Regions from separate parts of the Zea mays genome. Here region 2 is linked to region 1. A link is a contact called in public Hi-C data. All regions are on one chromosome and are shown on one strand. Each heading gives the region's core, a stretch centred on a gene start, on an enhancer-like site or on the middle of the called end of the contact. The rest is flanking DNA. Distances are from core to core; before and after follow the strand shown. Region 1 holds the start of LOC103632627. Region 2 holds the start of LOC100282164 (60S ribosomal protein L35a-like).

What was found. Hi-C and Micro-C count contacts between places; a contact is called where the count stands out from the background.
Region 2: a contact with region 1 is called in a Hi-C map of tassel, with 2.8 times the contacts expected there. The contact joins the promoter of LOC100282164 here to the promoter of LOC103632627 in region 1. A contact is called at or near these places in 5 of 25 Hi-C or Micro-C datasets (ear, leaf, seedling and 1 more).

Annotation. Positions count from the first base shown.
Region 1 is chr7:100,199,589-100,203,708 of Zm-B73-REFERENCE-NAM-5.0, reverse strand. It overlaps LOC103632627, which reads right to left and starts at 1,820. Exons shown (of 1, transcript XM_008654373.4): 1 at 1,048-1,820. The coding sequence starts at 1,657. The coding sequence ends at 1,268.
Region 2 is chr7:100,374,236-100,378,355 of Zm-B73-REFERENCE-NAM-5.0, reverse strand. It overlaps LOC100282164 (60S ribosomal protein L35a-like), which reads left to right and starts at 1,871. Exons shown (of 4, transcript NM_001155076.2): 1 at 1,871-2,000; 2 at 2,101-2,329; 3 at 2,417-2,459; 4 at 3,716-4,031. The coding sequence starts at 1,933. The coding sequence ends at 2,458.

The sequences.
Region 1 (4,120 bases), core at 571-3,070:
GGCACACCTGCCCATCATCGACAAGGTACACCCAATTTTTATTAGGCTAGTAAGAACTTAACAGCATGTTTACTTCTTTTGTTTATTTATTTATTTCTTTGAATTTATATCGTGTATTGATATAAAACTTGAATTCAATGCAATACTGGTTTTGTCGAATGGAGCCACTGCATTCCAAATAGCCCCGGAACCAAACACTACGAATAGGGTTTGTCTCGATTCAGTGCTCTCGTATTTTTCGCTAACTATTCTTTCAATTGTAGCAGGTGCTGTGCACCGTGCACGTCCACAAAAATACGCATACGAGATGTTAATATCAAGACTTATTGTTGGATCATGCTCTTGCAAGTATTATTAGGGATTAGTATATATATATATATATGCATGCGATGCATGCACTTGAGTGCTGGTGTCTGCAACATGCATTGGGAGAGAGAGAAAAAAGAACACCGAACAGCGAGCGCATATATTCCTGCGAGATATCCGAATCCACGTATGGCGATTGCTCGGTGTAGATGTTGACGGAGAGTACAGCACGCATGGCGTAAAGGGACCTAATCAATCACACCACGGATGCCTCCACGTGACGGCTTGCACTCGTGGCCGTTTCGGAACGCTGGACTGAGAAACTCCTAGGGCGATCCAGGATTTCTCACAGTTTTTTATAGGGTGCCACTTACGTTTCTGACACCGAAATTGCTTGCTCGCCCAATATAATAGCCTTGTTGTAGCCAGGGAGTGGAGTGGCACACGACTGACAGCTCAAGGCACACCACGAAGCATGTGGAGTGGCACAAGACTGACAACACGAAACTCTGGCTCCGGATTTTATATGTCGGCACAAGGTTGGCAACAGTCAATCGAAAGAAAGGTCAGCAGAGTGAGACCTCTGCTGTTGAACCTCGAGGGGAGTGAAAAGCTTTGCATCACATGGATCGGATCTAAGGTGTTGTTTCGTTCACGAATCCTAACGTAGATGTTAATGATAATAATTTACACAAATTTGAATAGACCGGTATCAGTTTCTAGTGTGTTATCTAATTACACTTAAATAAACATGATTTAACGTTAACTATTAACCATCATGAACCAAACAGCATCTAAGTTCAGATGCAGCCGGCAAAACACAACACAAGTATTGCAGAAATCAAAATGGAGGAGTAATAATACACATCCTACAAGATCAACTAAGCTGGCCACATATATCACACACGCATATACCGATACTACCACCGCCAGGAATACAGATCGAGGTGCAGCTACCTGCTCACCAGAAGGTGTCTCTTCCACGGTGATACCTGCAAGTGTTGTGGCCGACCAATAGCGGGCGGGAGAGCACAGGGAGGCCCCACGGCGACATGAAGACGACGGCCGGGCAGACGACGGCCTCCGTCCTGGCGCGGGCGTGGCAGATCTTTGCAGACAACTCGGCGACCTTCCTCGGTATCAGAACCGAGGTGACCTTGCTCCACTTGAGCCGCCTGACACTGAACAAACAGGGGGCTTCAGCCTTCTTACCATTCGCGGCTGGCGGACACCGCCACCTGGAAGTGGCTCCGTCGTCCCAGCAGCACTCCAGCCTCTGGTACTGGAAAACCCTCCTGGACGTGCGGCTGCCGGCGCCGCCACCGACGCCGGTGTCCTGGAAGACGCCCATCGTTGGCGCAGCTCCCTGCAGAAAGCTGCAAGGCAGGAGATATAGACACTACGATCGAGGAGGGTACATGGACTGACACACAACAGATCACGGAGGGGGGGACGGGAGGAACAGTAGCTAGCTAGGCCACATGGAATGGAACGACCCCCACAAGGCTGTGTGTAATACCCAGTTTGTAAGGAGATATAAAAAGTGGAAATTACTTGTATTCCCTTATCTATATGTGTGTTACTTCTATTTTACCATCACATGTGAACATCTCACTTAAACAATAAACAACAAAAGACACCCAAAATGACACATGCATCATGCTGGGATTTTATTGTGTGTGCATTACTTGTGACAATATAAAAAAAAAATAATATAAAAATGAATATGTTAAATCTAGAATGGAAATTGAGACCTAAAAGAAATTCTTGAATCTAAAAAAGAGAAGGAAATAAATATGGTGAGGATAAAAATAAGTAAATAAATATATATATATATATATATATATATATATATAAATAAAAATATTATTTACTGATACATTGTTTATTTTGGGCACTCAACCTTTATGATGGATCCACAACTCAAGTTTGAAATTCAAATAGTAGAATTTGAATACATAGAAAGGAAATTGAAAAAAAAGAAAAGCTCACCTGTGCACTTGGGCCGTTTCTTCCCTCGGTCGGCCCAATTGGGCACTTCACACCCCGCGCTGGCCCATAGCCGCGCCAGCCCTTTCATCACCCGCCTGTGAATGACACATGGCCCCCACGGGTCAGACTCTTCAGTTCATGGTCGTCTTCGCCAGGCCGCCAAATCCGCGCGTCGCGGTGACCGACCCCACCACCATAGCCGGCGCAACGGCTTGGGCGAGATTCACTCGCGCACAGACCTCGCCCGCTGGATATATGGCTTACCCCCCCTTCCTCTGCGCTACCCTTTTTTCCGTGAACCGAGGAAGAGAATGGGAGAGCCGCCACGGGGGAGAAAACAGGTCACCGCCGTCGAACTAGGAGCCAGGGGGCACTCGGGCACCCGTAGGGCAAAATAGCGTTGCGCCGTGACTCCTAGAAGCTTCGGCGACAGCTGATTCCGTCGGTGGCGTAGCTTCGTCGGTCGAATCGCTCCTCGGATTCGTGCGCTGCCGCAGATCCGCCTTGGCGCGTGGGCAAGCGCCGTTACGCCTCGACTCCGGTAAAAACTCCGCTCACGTGTTCATAGTGTTCCTTGCATTACGTGGATCGCCTTAGGGTATCGGTTAGGCATCAGGGCGGCGGAAATTGCTCACCGGTGGGGCGCTGCCGCGAGGGCGTGGCCACCGCCGTCGCCTGGCCGCGGGGTAGAAGACAGGACCCGTGCCGTCCGATCCGGATTGAAGGGCGTAGAATAGATCGCGTGTGAAATAACACCGGACCGTTGGATTGGGATCCAATAGCGACGATTAGGCCACGGGATTGGTGAAATTGGACCGTAGACCTCTGATCCAACCGCTCTGGTGGCATACTGTTTCAGTTTATGTAGGATCTAATCCGGGCCCTCGGTTCGGGATCTAGCGGCTGATATCGCACCATACCCCTTCGGGGGTACATTTTGCTAAAGAAACCCTAGGGTATTTTATAATGAACCTGTCGTCCTACTTCCACTATTCCCTGTGTCTCTGGATTCTTACCCCGAGCCCTCTATACTTTGCAGAAAATGAGGCCCAGTCCAGAACCCGTTTAATTCGAATAAATGAAATAGAAAATGGATTTTTAATATGAAAATAATTACTAGAACTTAATAAATTCATAGAAAATTCATACTAACTCCAAATTAATCCATTCCAGTTTCTAAATTTTTGTAATTTAATTCTCTATCACTTAGAGCCTCTGTTTTATCATGACAACAGTAAGAAAATTAATCTCACACTTAATCCTATTTTAACACATAAAACCTTTGAAAAGCCATAACTTAAAATTTATAACTCCAAAAATTATGATTCCTGTTCCTAGAATTTTATTTTAATATGTAGATTATTACTGTGTATTTTGTTTATATGTTTGGTGTAATGTTAATTTCTCTATATGCACTGTGCTTGTTTGTATTGTGGCGAGTAGAAGAACCCGTGACTGAAGATCCTGGTGAGCAGCAGGTTGAAGTAGCTGAGCAGGAGCTCATTGAAGGCAAGTTGTGCCCTTGATTCACTTTTGTTACCCAATAATGTTCTTTATAATCATCTACCATGCATAGGTTAATTTTGATGGGACCCGATAGGTCACCCTAGATTGTTTATCTCATTACCTTGTTTACCCCTGAATCACTTGGGTAGTTTTGCTATTGCTTTACATGGTTTTGGGATAATCATTTATTATATCTATGTTCCAATTCTTTTGTTATTCTATTTATGTTCATGTCAAGATCATTAATGTTAATTGGAACATAGAGCTTAACTTGAGAAACACGTGCCACCACAAGGGTTTATGGACGCCCTTGGCT
Region 2 (4,120 bases), core at 622-3,121, 170 kb before region 1:
ATGGTGTGAATATTATGATACGATGATGTTATCCCGATGATGTTCTTGTGATACTTTAGGGGACTGAAGCTGTTTCCTAAGTACCTCTCCGTAAGGACCTGTTTGGGGAGTGACAACCCGGGATAACAGTGCAACCATGAGGGTGGAATGGGACACCCTTAGCTGATTAATTAGAGGAACCAGAGGAGTACTTGGCTTCGTCGTAGGGTCGTCAATGGGGTCCGGGCACAGTACTTGCTCTACCGAGGCTGGTTGCAGAGGTTCTTGATTCGGTTTTGTTAGTCACCCTTCCTTTGGGGAGAGGTACTGTGTTTATCAAACTGGAGAAACCTAACGAGCGGCTACGACCTCTGGGAAATCTTTGTAAAGGCTACGTAGTGATACCCTGCCAGGCCACATGGGTAGTGGTCAATGGAGATTGGCTCTTTCCGGGCAGAATGTGAATCACGACTTGTGGGTAAAGTATGCGACCTCTGCAGAGTGTTAGAAACTGGTATATCAGCCGTGCTCACGGTTATGAGCGGCCTTGGGATCCTCTTTGATTAGAAGAACTTTGGTTACTTTTACGATGATGATTAATGATGATGGTATAATTATGATCTCTGGTATTTCCTCTTGGAGGGAGTACATTTGGGTAATAAATGGGTTTATTACTAAAACTTGGCTCTACTAGTAGTAATAAATACTTGACCAACTAAAAGCAACTGCTTAACCTTAACTCCACATAAAGCTAGTCCACTTTAGCCAAACGGGACATTTGCTGAGTACGTTGATGTGTACTCACCCTTGCTTTACAAACTACCCCACACCAGGTTGTCCCCACTTTACTCAGTGCTTAGGAGGAGATGCTGGCAACATGGAGGATTTTGAGGAGTTTCAGGACTACGATGAGTTCTAGTTTATCTTAGTGGCAAACCCCCAGTCAGCTGCCTGTGAAGGCCTTATCTTCTACGTTTCGTATTTCCGCGCTTTGATGTTAATGACTATATTTTAGACTCAGTGGATGTCTTGGACATCTTGTTGTAATAAAGTATTTTTCCGCTATTTACTTTGAGCATTGTGTGATGATGTCCAATTATGTAATCGCTGTGTACGTGAGTTTCTAATCCTAGCACGTACATGGTTCGCATTCGGTTTACCTTCCAAAACCGGGTGCGACAGTTTCCACCGTCGTCGTGTCACACGTGAATCATATATGTCGTGTGTCTACACTCTCTCTCCCACGTAACGGCCCAACACAATCGGCCCGAGCAACCCACGTGCCACACCTTACTCGTCTCCCTAGCCGTGCAACTGATGGCCTTTGTATTAATGTTTGTCTATATACTATACTCCCAATCATTCGAAAAAAGAAAATGAATTAATTATTCATAGAAAAAGAAGCAATTCACATATATTTATCTCTTAAACCTATTAATGCTCATTACATTTTCATTATATACAACTGATGGTAGAAGAAGTTGAAGCATGTTTTTAATGTATGTTATGTATTAATATTTTATTGAATAATTTATATGTTGTATTTATTGAATAATTTATATGTTGTCACGGCACACAAGATACTAGTGCGAGTGTACGACCTAAACCCTTAGGACCATATCAATGAGTTAACATGGAACGAAACGTCCTATTTGCAATTAGCCTCGTCATGTTGCTAGACCGGCCCATCTTGGCCCAGATGGAAAGACTAAAAAAACCTGCAGAAGGCCATTAACCAATCGGCCCATTTACCCTCGTGACTTAAACCCTAGCATTTTCGAGACAGCCCTTCGGAACATCGTGACCGTTCGTTGGAATCTGCGAGTCAATCGAGATCGCTCTTCTCTCCGTCCCCTGCTACATATAAGGTACCTCCGGCCCCAAACTGCACGAGCTCTCTCTAGCATTACCCGGCGGCGGAAGCGTAAGCGCAAAACGAAGCAAGCGGCCGCCATGGTGAAGGGACGCACGGGACAGCGCGTCAGGCTCTACGTCCGGGGCACCATCCTTGGATACAAGAGGTGAGATCCACGCCACAGCCTCTTCTCCGTCTGTTCTACTTGCATCTGGTCATTTTTCGGTTCGATTCCGCTAACTGTGGTTGCGGTGGTGGCTGCGCAGGTCCAAGTCGAACCAGTACGAGACCACGTCTCTCGTGCAGATCGAGGGGGTGAACACCAAGGAGGATGTCGCGTGGTACGCTGGCAAGCGCATGGCGTACATCTACAAGGCCAAGACCAAGAGCAATGAGACCCGCTACAGGTGCATCTGGGGCAAGGTCACCCGTCCGCACGGAAACTCGGGCGTCGTCCGTGCCAAGTTCATGTCCAACCTCCCGCCTGAGTCCATGGTCAGTGACGCAACCTCTAAGCTGTTTGATGCCTGATCCCAATTGATGGTTGGTCTCTCTCCTGATGCTGTTTTTATTTGAGTGCAGGGGCGCAAGGTCAGAGTGTTCATGTACCCGAGCAGCATCTAAGGTTAGGATCCGGAAACGACTGATCTTCTCTATTTGTTTGGCTGGTTGATCTTGAATTTGTTGTTTGTGATCGAATGATATGACAACGAATTTTGCGTAGACTGCACTGGCCATTGCTGTAGTCCATGGTCTAGCACTTTTAGGTGGTTAAAACGCATCATTATTTGTGGTTACGGTTGTTTATTAGTAGTCACATTGAGTCTATAGCAGCAAACAGTGTCTATTCATCTGAGAAATTTCGGCTTTTGTAGTTTGGTGTGCTCATGTTGATACTGCTTGTATTCAGTGAGTTTATAGTTTGCTGAGTGATTAATTCAATTAGCTTAGAACGCCAAGTTAAAACTTTCAGTCTTTACATGTCTCAATGGTACCAAACACACGTGGAATATACATTGTTTAGTTTGTTAGTTCAGTAATAGTTCCTCTGTTCACAAATGTAGCTACATTTCTAGTAGCAAAAAATACATACTCCTTGTGAATCATAAATCAATATTAGGAAAATTAACTGTGAGGAATGGGAACGGTGAAATATGGTGGAAAAGTTTACCCTTGTGGAAACTTTACTATTATGGATGGAGTATATAGTTCTAAATAATCTTTTCCAGTTTTCTATCAGTTATTCTGTTTTATTTATTAGATGCCTACCAGCATTTGATTGTATCTGTTTCTTTGCACTGGAGTAATCAAATGCTTTTTGCATCAGTTCTTAATTGTGCTGTCACTATGTATTGGATATAGTGATGCCTATTTGGAGCACTTTTAGACTAGGCAGTTTTTAGTTTTAGGCACCTTGAAATGTCTATCTCACTCAGTCATAGAGGGTTTGAAGCAGCCTCTTCGCATTTGCAGGGGAAGTCTTGCCTCTTTATAATTTCCCCGAACCCCACTTATTAGGGTTTGTTCGGTTATTTTCATCCATATGGATTGGAGGGGATTGATACGGATTTGGAGAGATTTTGACTTACTAGAGATTGAAACCCCCTCAATCCGGCTCAATACATATGGATTGGGGTTGAACCGAACAAGGGAGCCTGTGGTGCTGGGTCTGCCCATTTATGTTTATATTGGGCATATAGAACTAGAGAAGAGTAAATGATGTTTCTATACAAGCACTGATATCGAGGGAATGTTTATTTCCTTTTTCATACTCCCATCTGTCCCAAAATATAGTTCTTTCTATCTCTTTTTTCCTGTCCACATTCGAATATATGTCTGCAATGCCTTTGCTTATCCTATTTTTGGCTTATATGTCTGCAGGTTTTGTTGGAGTAAAGATGGACTAGAAATGGCCATGTGTTTATTTCTCACTTTTCTCTGAACTTAAAATGCCTTGTGTTGGTAACTTAGATTGTTCAAGTGCTGAACCTGTGGAAGTTGTGCCAAAATTTGTTGTCGAACGGATGAACTATTGTCGTAATGTTATGCCAGCAGCAGATCTTAATTTGCCCCGTTACATCGATGTCTGATTGCAGTATCTTCAAATTGAAAGGAGTTCCGTTTGGTATGAATGTGTAATGTTCTACGCTGCTCTGGGATGCTTCTTTCAATATCATTTCTGCAAAATTTATTGGCACAAGAGGCTCTAATTTATGGGCACAGGGCCTTTGTGTGTGGGTCTAGTTTACTTTTTTATTCAGTAAACAGTTGTGGAAGATACTATCT